Linked DNA regions of Hordeum vulgare: region 1 is linked to region 2. A link is a contact called in public HiChIP or PLAC-seq data. All regions are on one chromosome and are shown on one strand. Each heading gives the region's core, a stretch centred on a gene start, on an enhancer-like site or on the middle of the called end of the contact. The rest is flanking DNA. Distances are from core to core; before and after follow the strand shown. Region 1 holds the start of LOC123425687 (ADP-ribosylation factor GTPase-activating protein AGD5). Region 2 holds the start of LOC123429852.

The links. HiChIP or PLAC-seq counts read pairs in DNA pulled down with a chosen protein or histone mark.
Region 1: an H3K4me3 HiChIP or PLAC-seq map of embryo shows a contact between it and region 2, with 7 times the contacts expected there. The contact joins the promoter of LOC123425687 here to the promoter of LOC123429852 in region 2. A contact is called at or near these places in 2 of 6 Hi-C or Micro-C datasets (leaf and seedling) and 1 of 1 datasets of contacts at active chromatin or transcription factors (embryo).

What each region holds. Positions count from the first base shown.
Region 1 is chr2H:165,359,503-165,365,800 of MorexV3_pseudomolecules_assembly, forward strand. It overlaps LOC123425687 (ADP-ribosylation factor GTPase-activating protein AGD5), which reads left to right and starts at 2,141. Exons shown (of 11, transcript XM_045109396.1): 1 at 2,141-2,405; 2 at 3,213-3,271; 3 at 3,778-3,868; 4 at 4,806-4,860; 5 at 4,956-5,046; 6 at 5,133-5,331; 7 at 5,754-5,991; 8 at 6,148-6,298. The coding sequence starts at 2,355.
Region 2 is chr2H:164,836,380-164,843,319 of MorexV3_pseudomolecules_assembly, forward strand. It overlaps LOC123429852, which reads left to right and starts at 2,039. Exons shown (of 1, transcript XM_045113827.1): 1 at 2,039-3,019. The coding sequence starts at 2,314. The coding sequence ends at 2,538.

The DNA of each region.
Region 1 (6,298 bases), core at 891-3,390, 520 kb after region 2:
AGCACATACAAACATTGTCCAAACTTAAAATTTGATCATAGTGCATAATTTAAACATAAAATGCATAGTTTAGTGTGTGTTTTCCACTGTGGATCCACATATGTTCCACAAGATCATTGAGAAGTTGTATCTACAACAGTTGATCTTGAAGTTGTCGATGCATCTCAAGAAAGTTGGCAATATGCTCAACCTCTTGTTTCGATAGGCGGGCCTAAACTTTGGGCTTCTCAAAATCGCGTGGGTTGCCCCTTCGGCCTCATCCCTGATAATCATGTTGTGCAAGATTACATAACTTGTCATGGGTTGCCGAAGTGTCTCCGCTTCCAACATCATTGCAGCTCCATGACCAATACCCCAACGAGCTTGGAGCACTCTGAATGTCGCCTCCACATACTTCCTAGCACCTCCTCGTGCTTGTGCAAAGTGACATTTTTCCTACCTTGATGATCTGATATAGTGTTCACAAATGCCGCCCATTGAGGGTAGATACCATCGGCAAGGTAGTACCCCATGTTATGGTTGTGCTTGTTGATGGTGTAGGCATGACAAAGCTTTCCCATCACAAAAGTCACTTGAACAAATGAGCTCATTGGAGCACATTGATGTCATTGTTAGAACCAGGTGTGCCGAAGAAAGCATGCCAAATCTGCAAGTCCGTTGATGCCACTTCTTCAAGTATGATGGTGGTTTCTTTGGTGTGACCTTGGTACTGCCCATTCAAACCTCTTGGATAGTTCTTTTATTGCTAGTGCATGTAATCAACTGATCCGAACATACATGGGAATCCTTGTGATGCTCCAATTGTCAACATTTTTTCTCTACCCTTTCGAGTTGGTTCTCTCATGTACACTGGTCCAAACGCCTTCACCATGGTGTGTGCAAAATCCACCGTGGTCTTCAAGCATGTGTTCTCTCCTATCCTGATTTTTATATCAATTGCATATGCAGACTTACCATAAGCAAGCATCATAAGAGCCATCGTGCATTTTTGTTGAGGAGAGAAGGAAAGTTCGCCACAACAGTCCTTCCTTAGCTTGAAGTTATTATCATCCTTCTCGACGGTAGTCACCAGACGCAAGAACAAAGCTCTGATCATCTGGAAGCGATGTTGAAAGAAACCTTCATGGTATTTTGGGTCTAGTGTGAAGTAGTTCGTGTTCAGAAGGCGGGCGTCGACGATCCTATACTAGGAAATAACTCTTCAGCCATTTAGCGAACCCTTGAAGTTCAACACGTGCTGCTCTTCCTTCATCATTTGTACTTGAATGGTCATCATTTCAACATCTCCGTCACCCAAATCCGACCATTCAATGAACTCTTTGTTTATGAATTCATCAATGTTCGTGTTTCGTAGCTATCATTCAACGATGTATCCATCAGTGACCTGCAAATGATTAAAACAATAAAAAACTGCTCGAACATTTCGTAGAACACACACAACATGAGGTGTATATCCGGAGGAGATGGACGTACATGATGGTGTACGGTGGCGGCACATTCGGAGGCGTTGTGGGTTGTGGACGACAACGAAGCAACAACAAGGGGGAGCTACAATAACACTTGTGTGGACGAGACGGAAAAGAGAAAAGGAACATGTCAGCTCGGCCAAGAAGGGGTGGCTTCAAACGATTTAGTGTGGCCCTTCCGGCCAGTCCTACATGACAAACACGTATGAGTGTACCCATATGTGCCCTACATATGAGCATGGCAAGGGGATTGTCGGTCCAATCGGTCGTTTGGGTTGGATTTGACTCGTGTGATTGAATGACATTTTTTGTTCGAAGAAGGACTGGGCAGACATTTTAAAAGTTTGGAGTGTATGGCCTCCGGTTGTAGATACTCACATCATTGCAGTGTGCCCTAGAGAGCCCATACGTGCCCTCGTGTCATCTTCATCTTCATAGTTCCTTTTTCATATTTATGGATCAAAACAAAATAACAGCGATATTCACCTGACGTTGTTTACACTGGTCGGTCGGTGCAATTGCAAGTGTGAATGCAACGAGTATGATAAATAAATATCCCTTTCTTGGTATATAATCGTGGTTGTCGTGCCGTGATTAGGCCAGCAGACCCTCACCACACCGTCATCACCACACCACATACAAAAACATAATCTCGTGAACAAAATAAGATTGTTTTTCCAACAGAAAAAACTACTCAGAGAGAGAGAGGTGGGGAAGGTCAAGCCGAGAGGAGACGCACAGATCCCTCCCTCTCCTCTGCACACCTCTCCTCTCCTCTCTCCCCCTCGACGCGGCAAAAACAGGGAGGAGAGAGAGACAGACAGAGGGAGGGAGGGAGCCCGAATCCCTGCGATCTCCCCTCCCGGTCGGAGGATCCGGCGATCAGCCATGAACGAGAAGGCCTCCGTCTCCAAGGAGCTCAACGCCAGGCACAAGAAGGTCCGTCCCGTCGCCACTGTTCCCCCCTTCCCCTCAACACCATCATCGTTAGATCGGAGCCACGCGCTGCTGCTTCGAATGGACCGGGAATCAAACGAGAGCCGACGGGACGCGCAGCTCCTCTTTTCGGGCGGGATTCGGGATCCGCGACGGCGTGGATCTGCGATTGGTTTTGCGGTTCCTGATGAGGAGCAGATCCGAGCTTTCCCCTCGCCGCGTTTTGATGACCGAGAAATCAAGAAAGTGGACGCGGTTGCTAGTTGCGCGTTAGGTAGCTCGATCAGACAGCCTTGTCCAAGTGAGTTGACAGATGGAAATCGCCATTCGGCGGTTTGATTGTAGATTTCATCGCTCCGTTGCGGATTTCCGTCTCTTGGGTGGGATTATAGAGAAGGTGCAATGCTTGCTCATATGCTGCTTCATAGTATCTGTTGCTCATATACCTTTGGGGCACAAAACTTGAGTAACACCCTCCTGTTCGATAGAGTAGTAGCACTCTGTTATGTGATGTAGTAGCACTCTAGTATGTCCACGGTACCAAATAAGGGCAAGCATGACGTAGGTCCCGTCAAATATCACTTCAATTTGGTGCCTCCTATATTTGTGTGGCACAAATCGTGGAACAGAAGGGTTATTACATCGTGTAAGTAATCTCACTGGCTATCTTTGATGTAACCTGAGCCAAAAGGAAGCGACAGCATGTGTGCTTGTTATGTTGCAATCAAATATTTCTGTTCCGTGTGTTACTCATGTTTGTCGTGTAGTGCTTATGACCCGTCGTCATTCTTTGTCTACATTTATTTCCAGATATTGGAAAGCCTTCTGCGGTTGCCGGAGAACAGAGAATGTGCAGACTGCAAATCAAAGTGAGTGGTCCTATGCAATTGGTTGTTTTGAACGTAGCTATTGATGGGTCGGACAAAATTTATGTTATTGATAGATTTGACATGGCCTATTTTGGTAGGCAACTGTTTGATTCATGAATTGGACATTTCAGTCGTCAGTTCCATTTGCTAATCCGTGTTATGCTTATAGAGTTAATGCTATAGTAGTTATTTTATGCCTTACCTTGTGTTTCAAGATTTAATATCTTAGGTTGGCCTATACTATGCACGTGGGAATAGATTTATTGTGTTGATGCATCATTAGTCCTTGTATCTAGAAAGGTGACAACTACAAATCTGTGGAGAAAGATGTTGAAATGATATTGTTCAGTTATAGTTACCTTTTAGTCTAGTCTTCTCCCTCTATCTCCGTTCGCATGTGTGGATGCTTTGAGTTCCATTTCTATGCATTCATTGCGAATTGAACACTTGTGCTCACAATTCTTGTTCTAGTCACAACAATTGCTAACACTTTGCCCATGCTGCAGGGGTCCTCGATGGGCAAGTGTCAATCTTGGGATCTTTGTATGCATGCAGTGTTCTGGAATTCATAGAAGCCTTGGGGTACACATATCAAAGGTCAGTCATTTGCATTAGTCAACTGCTTCTTTTTCCGACTCCACTCTCGCTGGAAAAGCTATGTCTTCATTTAGTTGTTTTGACAAGACTTAGTAGAAGCCACAATGGTGATGTCTGGCATGAGGCGAACAACGTTTCAGGACAATTTGGGCATGCTAGGGTTCTTGAAATGCCCAACGTCTTAAACTCATTGCCTGCTAAATAGGTAAATTGAGTTGATGTAAGCATATCATAATACAACCCAATAAAGTGGTCATGCTCCAGAACTCAGTTTCTGTGGGTTAGCTTAGCCCCGTCATACCCCACAAGGAAAAAATAAACATTGTAGGCCATTCTCTTTTTCATGGATTTTGAGTATTCATATGCCTATGTTTCTGTTACTTTGGTTTTGTAGCATTCCAGTATGATTGTGTTGAGCAATGTTGAAGTGTATATGTGGATTGCCTAGCCCTTTCCATCAGTTCGGACTTTTGGTTGCATTGGCTACTTGGCTAGTGCATGAAGCTTAACATGGTATCAGAGTCTAAGGTCTTGAGTTCAAATCCTGGCTTTCGCAACTTATGCAAAAATTGCTGCCCCCCCCCCCTTTGTCCACGTATAGGCCTCTTTTGAGCCATACCTCTGAGTCTATCCACGTGTTGACTTTCAGCATCACACGTGAGAGGGGGTGTTGAAGTGTATATGTGTATTGCCTGGCCCTTTCCATCAGTTCGGACTTTTGGTTGCATTGGCTAGTGCATGAAGCTTAACAAGTAGAAACCAAAATAGTGTACTTACCAGGAGAGAACATCAACAGTTCTTTAACTGTTCCTTATGTTCAGTTCTTTATGGCATAACTTTTCTTACTTTCATCTTGTCTGCCGTATTATGTACATTTGAGGATTATGCAACATTCAGTTTTTATTCCATTCCTACAAAACATTCCTTCCTGATGCAGGTAAGGTCTGCTACTCTAGATACATGGCTGCCAGAGCAAGTTGCATTTATTCAATGTATGGATTACTCTCTCCTGAAATTTATAAATGAATTTTTTGTTAACAAAACTATGATCTCATTTCATGTGATAATCGTATTCATGTCCTTGCAGCTATGGGAAATGAAAAGGCAAATGGCTATTGGGAAGCAGAGCTGCCCCCTAATTATGACAGGGTTGGGATAGAAAACTTCATCCGTGCGAAGTATGATTCATTCTTGCTCTTACTGTGTAGCATAATTTGTTCTCCATACTTTTCAAATATGTAGTAACATAATGTCTGAAATATAGATACGAGGACAAGAGGTGGATACCAAGGAATGGGACATCAAAACTGCCCTCTGCTGCTCGAGATGAAAAGAGCTCTGAATCTCTGGCCAGTCATGCTAACAGGGGTGGGCACGCTCAAAAATCTTCATTTGAGCAACACCGTGTTTCACCAGCTGCTACGAGAAAAGCTCCTCCAGTGTCTTCTAGGATGCACACGCAGGTAACCCTTTTGCACCACCAAAGGCTTTTACTAGGCAACTATTAATTTGTTGGCACCTGGCCTTGACGGCCTTGGTATTTGTTTTCCTTCATGATGAAGTGTTGAAAGATAAGCACTCCTTTTTGAACTCAAGCTGAATAATTCATGTTGCAAAATTCTTGTTACTATGTACGTTAAAAAATTATGGGTTATTATCTGTTGCAAAATTCTTGTTACTTAAGTAATACCAACCGACAACCGTCTAAATATGTAATCTTGAATGAAGAAAGACATGTAAGCTCTCATATAGGGTGTGTTATATGCATTTGATCACATCTACTTTAAGTAATCTCGGGGACTCTGCTTAGTTTTTTGTATTCACTATATCCCATTGAACAAAATTTTCTTCTGTTGATAACCTTGATTTTCGATCTGGAAAATAGGCATCACCTCAGCCAAAAGCAGAACTACCAGTTCCCAAGGTTGCTTCGCCTCCTCAGCCAGCAAAATCTCCTGCTAAAGTTGATGTGACACCCCCAAAAGTTCATCAGCCATCAGTTGCACCCCCTCCGAAAGTTGACTATGCCATTGACCTCTTTAACATGTTATCGATGGACGGAACAACTGAGAAAGAACCAGAGTCATCTTCCCACGACGATAATGCTTGGGATGGGTTCCAGTGTAAGCTCTTACGAGTAATTTTTTGAATGAGAAATTATTCTCTTGTCATGAGCATTGCATGGTGTCTATTTTCTACACTTAGTGGAGATACCATTTTGTTTTTGGATTGCCATGTCAATTCGTTTTGCATTCCTCATGGATATTAAAATTATTCAGCTGCAGAACCAGCACCTAACTCCGAGAAAAAGGATACTGCTAAGCCAGTAGAAAGTAAGGCCCAGTCTACATCAGGAATAGAAGACTTATTTAAAGACTCTCCAACTGTGACAGGGTCTTCAGCTCCAGTTGCTTCCAAATCAAACCCACA
Region 2 (6,940 bases), core at 789-3,288:
GGCTCCTCTACTGCTTTGAGGTCGTCCGCAGTCGCTCGAGCTCGTGGCGGATCACTCCGGTCAAGAGAGAGCCGGAGAAGCTGAGGCCGCTCGCCGTCAAGATCGAGGCCAATGCTGACCCGCCGCATCGAGGCGTCATCGGCCCCGAAGACTACCTCCTCCCGGGGCAGGAGGACCACCTTGTGCGCGCCATCATGGAGTGCTGGGTGAGGGAGGCGTAGGAGACCGAGACGCGCATCCGCCACGAGCTCGAGGATTGAGGAGATCTCCCTCGAGCAGGGCTTCGCGGCGTCGCAGGCGCACGCGTCCATGGAGGCCGACCCGCGCGTCATGAAGGCCGAGCAGGCCAAGGTCTGGATCGACCTCGACTCCGACGAGGATTGAGATCCTCTAGCTCCTTCGTCGCGTCATCGCTACCATACCCATCGCTTTTGGTAGCCTAGGCTCGGGTACGCTGCACGGCCCGCAGATCCCCCCTCCTACGTAGTAGTGTGATGTAGTTGGATGAGGAACTATATATCTATGTTGTCTATGATGATCAACTATGTATGATGAATGTCTTTGCTTGCAAGTTTCTCCCATGAATGTTTTTTTTCCAAAATTTACAGTTTCATATATGGGGACTGATGTGCAGCGCACGAATTCGCCCACAAATCTGCTCAGCAGTGAGGTGTAAACGCATTTTGTGGCTCGATATTATACGGGGTCTGTTAGAGATGCTCTAAGAAGTGTGGGTAAATATATGAGAGTTAGGCCGGTAGGAATGAATGTTGACCTTTGAATTGCGTGTTGTCGATAATGCAGATGGGCAAGGGCAAGGAGGTGGTGCCACCATTGAAGAAGGGCAAGGAGGTGGTGACGCCATTGGTGGACGCCCTGGTGCAGGATCCCCTAACGCCAAGCGAAGGAACTACGTGCACTACCATGAGGAGGCAGGACCAACCCGCTTCTGCAAGGTGATCTTTCCTCGAAAGCTATAGGCTCTATCTTTGCCTCTGGACTTCATGAACCACTTCTCCGTCGTGCCTACAGAGTTCAGTCTGAAGACGAACACCGGCTTCGTTGCCGTTCACCAGGTCAGAATCGGGTACATGCTGACTTTCAAGTTGCTCACCCGAACACCATGAAGGTGTTTGTCTTTAACGACGACGACGTGGAGGTGGTCATCAAGTGCAAGAAGCACAGCGAGGCCTTTGCCGTGACCGCGTAAATGACCTCTCGTTTTAGTTCCGTGTTGCGAGTTGTTCGTTTAAGACTATTATGTACTACGATATCGCTTAAAATTTATTGTACTATGTTCAACTTTTGTGCGTGGTTAAACTTTAATGTGTGCTTAAGTTTGTTCCGATTGCTTTATTTTTATGCATCTGGTAACCTCATCATATAGAGGAGGAGGTTACCACACTATGGTTCTGGATGTAACCAAATAATCGGACCTGTGTTTCGTCTCAAACCAAACCACAACCAAATACATGCCTTCCTTTTCGGCACATGCAGTCTAGAGTGAATTCAAGGAACCAATCAATATGAAGATATTGATTTTTTATCTGTATATGCTTAATCAGACTCAACTGAAACAAATATGTGAAGTACCAAAAACCATGCAGGTAACGTTCCAGCTGGGCTCGATCTTTCTGGGCAGATTCTAGTCTAGGATCAAAACCCCATCGCGCCGTTCCATGTCAACGTGCAAGCAGCGCTAACCGTCGATGGATGGATATCATGGATGCATCTGCGTAACCACACAATGGTGAAAGGTTTCCTCTCAGATGCGACGGACGAACGCGACACTACTGCTCACTATACTCTCGAGTGAAAGTGGTTTGGCTGACGGACCACACCACGTTCTGGCGTTGCCGCGGCGAGGTTAAACCAAACCAGTACGTACTCCGTCGCATACAATAGAGAATAGACTTAGTCAAGAAGCATACGCTTGGCAGGGACGACATTATGGCCACCCCTAACCGCCACCTTCCCCACCACCGTGAGAGCCATCAATGCCGTCCTCGCCCCGCCTTAAATCCCTCCTCCTACCTCCCCTCCATCCATCACACCGCCCGCACATTGCCTGCTTACTGGCTCCCCGCCATTGCTGACCAAAATCACAACCACCACCACGCATCCTCGCCCGCGGCCCGCGACTATATATATACCCCCCGCGCGCGCTGACGCAGTGGCAGATCGCACAGGCGGCGCGCGGCCTAGCTAGCTGTATTGCACTGTCCACCACCACCAGGCACCATTATCAAATACCTCCGGCGAGAGTTTCAGCGATATTTCTGGAGAGCTTGGCGCGGAAGGAGGAGCGGCGGCATGGTGTTCTTCTGCTTCCTGGTGGACCAGCGGCGGAAGGTGCGGAGCAGCAAGCCGGCGGCGGGCATCTGCTCGCGGTGCGGCGGCTGCGCCAGCGTGGCGGACATGGAGACGGCCACCCGGCTCTGCTACCTCCTCACCGTGCACCGCGTCACCTGGCGCGCCATCATCTGCACCTTCTGCGGCGCCATGCTCAAGTCCTACCGCCACTACCGGCTCTACTAGACCCGCGGTCGTTGACGCTGATTGATCTGCGCGCGCGACGGCCGTCTCCACCCGCGTCCCGTTTGCCGACGGCGGTGGAGCATGCATGTATGTGCCAGCTAGTTTTGTTTGCTCCATCTGCTTATTAATTTGTGTTTTTAGCCGTGCTCTCTAGCTAGCTTGGCCTTGGAGATTGTTGCACTGGATTCTTGTGGTCTTATGTACATATAGTATTATGCAAGGTGGCAAGTCTTGATTAGTACTCCGAGATAAGGTTGCATTGCCCTCTCTTCTCGATTAGTATCTCCGTCAGGAACAATAGGAATTGTTAGCACGATCTCATGCAAGAGAGAAGAGGGAAGCATTAGGATCTCTATTTGTTATCCATCACTAATTAGTTCCTCTTGTAATAGCATGGCTGTTCATACATTTCCCCTCTCCTCTCCACGGCATTAACCGTGTGATTCCTCACAATATTCATCTTTTCTTCTTGTTGGGAAAATCACACCTTTCATCTGACAAGGCCCTACTATCTACTACTGCTATGAGATATTTTTTCCAAATAAACAAGGACGGGGTATATTCGTGTTGCGTTGTCGTCAAATTTGTTCCGTCAATTCCTGCGAAAGATAAATTATTCTGTCAAAAAATTTGCCTGCTGGAGGGGAAAGCAACAGCATTTGGCAAATTGAAACCTCATGCCAGGCCGACCACCAGCAGATGGGCATTAACTGCATGTGCATCATGGCATACGAGGACATATGGCACATGGATGTGGACAGCCCATACCAAACTGCTGCGCTCGTGTAAATTTCGGTGGCCCACGATGTACAATGTCTGCGCCAGCTAGCGGGTCTCTGTTAAGAGCATCTCTCGCACACCTCCACAAAAGCATTTTACAGTTAGACAAAATGAAGTTTTACGGGATGGAATGTTGCGCTGCAAAACAGACCCCACATAATCAAACTGTATAATTTAAAAAAAATCACGGACGAAATTAAAACCACATTCATTACATAGTAGACGATCGTACAAAATACATTCAGAGTGCATCACTTACTAGAAGGGGGTAAAGGTAAGCTAACCTACCGGAGCTACTAGCTATCCTACCACACTATGCAAAATTGAGCTCATCGGAGTCGAGCTCGTGTGGTAGTAGATGCGGAGTGCGCTCACTATTCGTCCTCGTCGAAGGAGAGCTTGACGTAGATGCGCTCCTGCGCAGTCGCTTCGCGGCACCACTCCTCCACCTTGTGGCAGAAGGCGAGGGCCGACGCGAGACCCTGCTCGTAGAGCACGGTGTCAATCTCTCTCTTCCTTCTGGCGGCGCTGCTGGTCCTCTTCCGCCTCCCGCGCACTCCGTGGGAGCAGCGCGGGCAAAAGGCTACCCGCCTCCACTGGGAGGGGGGAGGGGGGGGGGATCCTCCGGTCCGATGATGCCCTCGACACGTCACTCCGGCACCGCCTCGGCCTTCGGCTCCATCTTCACCGGAGGGAGGGGGAGCGCGAGCTCAATGCCTCGGAGGAGCTGTCGGAGAAGAGGCGGCCGCGCGCGCGGTTGTACTCCTCTATCTCGCGATGGAGGAGTGACAACGGCGGCGTCATGCCCCATTGCATGTACCGGCGGGCGGCGCGCTTCCGGGCGGCGTCGGATCTGACGCGACGAGCCCTCTCGGGGTCGTCGTTCCTACGGCCGTCGGAGTTGGCCATCAAGGGCGATGGAATGGAGTGGCTACGCGGCGGAATGGAGGCGCGTGGCGGCGGATCTGAGGCGCCGACAATAAGGTGGGGGACTTTCGCGACGGCAGAGGGATAGAGTTTCGACCCGCATCCAGCGGCCGAACCCACATATATAGCGGTCGAGCGGTCACGTTTACAGGCCACCGCCAAAATTTTACGGGTCGGGCCGCGTTTATAGTACCTGATATGGCACAAAAAACAACCCAAACCCGTATAGTCGCCGGAATTTTACAGTTTCGACGATTATACGGGGTCTCCTAGCGATGCTCTAAAGAAAGTACAATAATTTACAACTGTCGCCAGAGCCCAGATGCCTTTTTTGTAACAAGAAAAGTCACCAAGAGGTGCCAACTTCATTCTAATCATTGGCAAAGTACATCAAGCACTAGTAGAAAAAGGGTCTTTCGGCCGAGGGCCGAAAGACCATTAGTCCCGGTTCAAATCAAAACCGGAACCAATGCCAGGCATTGGTCCAGGTTCGGTTCACCTCATTAGTCCTGGTTCAGGAAAAAAGCCGGGACTAAAGATCCACCGACTGCCACGTGGCGTGCCGCAGATCATTAGTCCTAGTTTGTGGCATAAACCGGGACTAAAGGGTAGGCTATTAGTCCCGGTTTTAGACAAAAACCGGGACTAAAGTTCTGCCTATATATACCGTCGCCCCTGCCCACAGTCTCCTCTGTTTTTTGGCTGAAGTGTGCCCCTGCCATATGCCACCCTTGTCACTCTAGTTTATGCACTTGACGTGTTCGATGAAATGCCCGAGCCACACTAGTTAAGCTTTCTCCTCTCCAAACTCGACCTCCAAACTCCATTTTTCTCAATATTTGTCTACGTTTGGCCGTGCACCAACTCCACAAGTGTTTTAAAAGATTAGCTACTTCATTCTTTCATGTGTCACTTCTAGTTTAGCTCATTTGAAATGCTTAAATTAACTTCTTAGAGTCTGCACATATGTAGGGTGCCGTCCTGTGCCCGTCCTCACCGTTGTCTATCACCCTGCGCCGATCTCGTCGCGAGCACCACCGTGGTGAGCCTCTTGTTCTTGTCTTCTTTTTAAAAGAAAAAATCTTACTTGTATGATTCAGATACATACTTGTATAAATTACTTACTTTTATTATTTTTTGTTATTATATAGTACGATGGTTTTGGTATCCACCTTCGTCGGCCCTCATCCTGTCTATGATTCGGATGTGGTATATATTACCTTTTATAACTATTTGTTTTATTTATTGTTTATGACAATTATGACGACCAACGTGACATATATGTTTTAATCTAGGAGGTATGTGAACCGGAAATTCCAACCCACATAGAAATTCTTCTCGAGAAGTTAAATTTGGTTGGAAAAGAAAACAAATACTTGAAGGAAAAATTGAAAATAATTGAGGACAAGAATATGGAACTGGAGTTGCATGTCGTCGATGTCATCGATGATCGCAAGATGAAGATCGATGTGATGTTGTTGAAGATGGATGCAATGCGCTTGAAGACTAGGAATATTAGAAAATATGCCATTGATAAAGAGGCTTGGTATTATTATGCTGTTGGGTCAATTGTTACCTTAGTTGCGATTTTGATCGCATTTGTTGTTGCATTTAAATGTTTTACATAGTTGTATGTTGTTTTATGAGAGAACTTTATATATTTATTTTTGCAATAATAAAGTTTGATCACTACTGAGCTTTGGTTTTAATGTGATGATGAACTTGTATTAATTTGGTCATTTCTTTATTCATGATGTTCTGCAATGGTTTTTTGATATACTTAATTTCATAATAGAGATGAACCGCTAATGGATGTATGGTGACCGGCGCACTTCGGAGTACATTACGAACCGAGTCTAATTAATGCCCGAGTCACACTAAAGTTCACACAAAATGGTATCCTCGACCGAGGTTAGCAACCTTCTTCATGTGTAATTGATACAAAAATATTGCATGTGTCAATGTACGGTGGTCATTTCACTATTCATGTATGATGCCAGATCGATGCACGAAAACGATGGATGTACGATGAACGACGCAGTTCCGGATTTATTGCAGGCCTGCATAAATTTATCGATGTGGCTGAGGCAAACAAAGTGGATAATTTTATGCCTTGCACATGTGTTGGTTGTCGAAACGGGAAGGAGTACTCTAGCTCGAAAGTCATTCATCTCCTCTTGTTTCAGAGAGGTTTCATGCCCACATATTATTGTTGGACCATGCACGGAGAAAGAGGGGTTACGATGGAAGACAATGAAGAAGAAGATGATGATGACAACTATCATATGTTCACTGAAGAACACGGTGATACTACAATGGAAGACAATGAAGAATGAGGAGGTGAAGAACAACCGGCATCAGATGAGCCCGCTTATAGTCTTGATCGGGTCATTTCTGATGCAAAGAGAGAATGCAATACAAAAAAGGAGAAGCTGAAGTTGGAGGCCATGCTAAAGGATCATAAAAAGTTGTTGTACCCAAATTGCGAAGATGGCAGCACAAAGCTCGGTACCACACTGGAACTGTTGAAATTGAAGGCAGAAACTGGTTTATCTGACAAGGGATTTGAGAAGTTACTAAAAATATTGAAGTCGAAGCTTCCAAAGGATAACGAATTGCCCGAACTACGTACGAAGCAAAGAAGGCTATCTGCCCTCTTGGATTAGATGTGTAGAAGATACATGCATGCATTAAT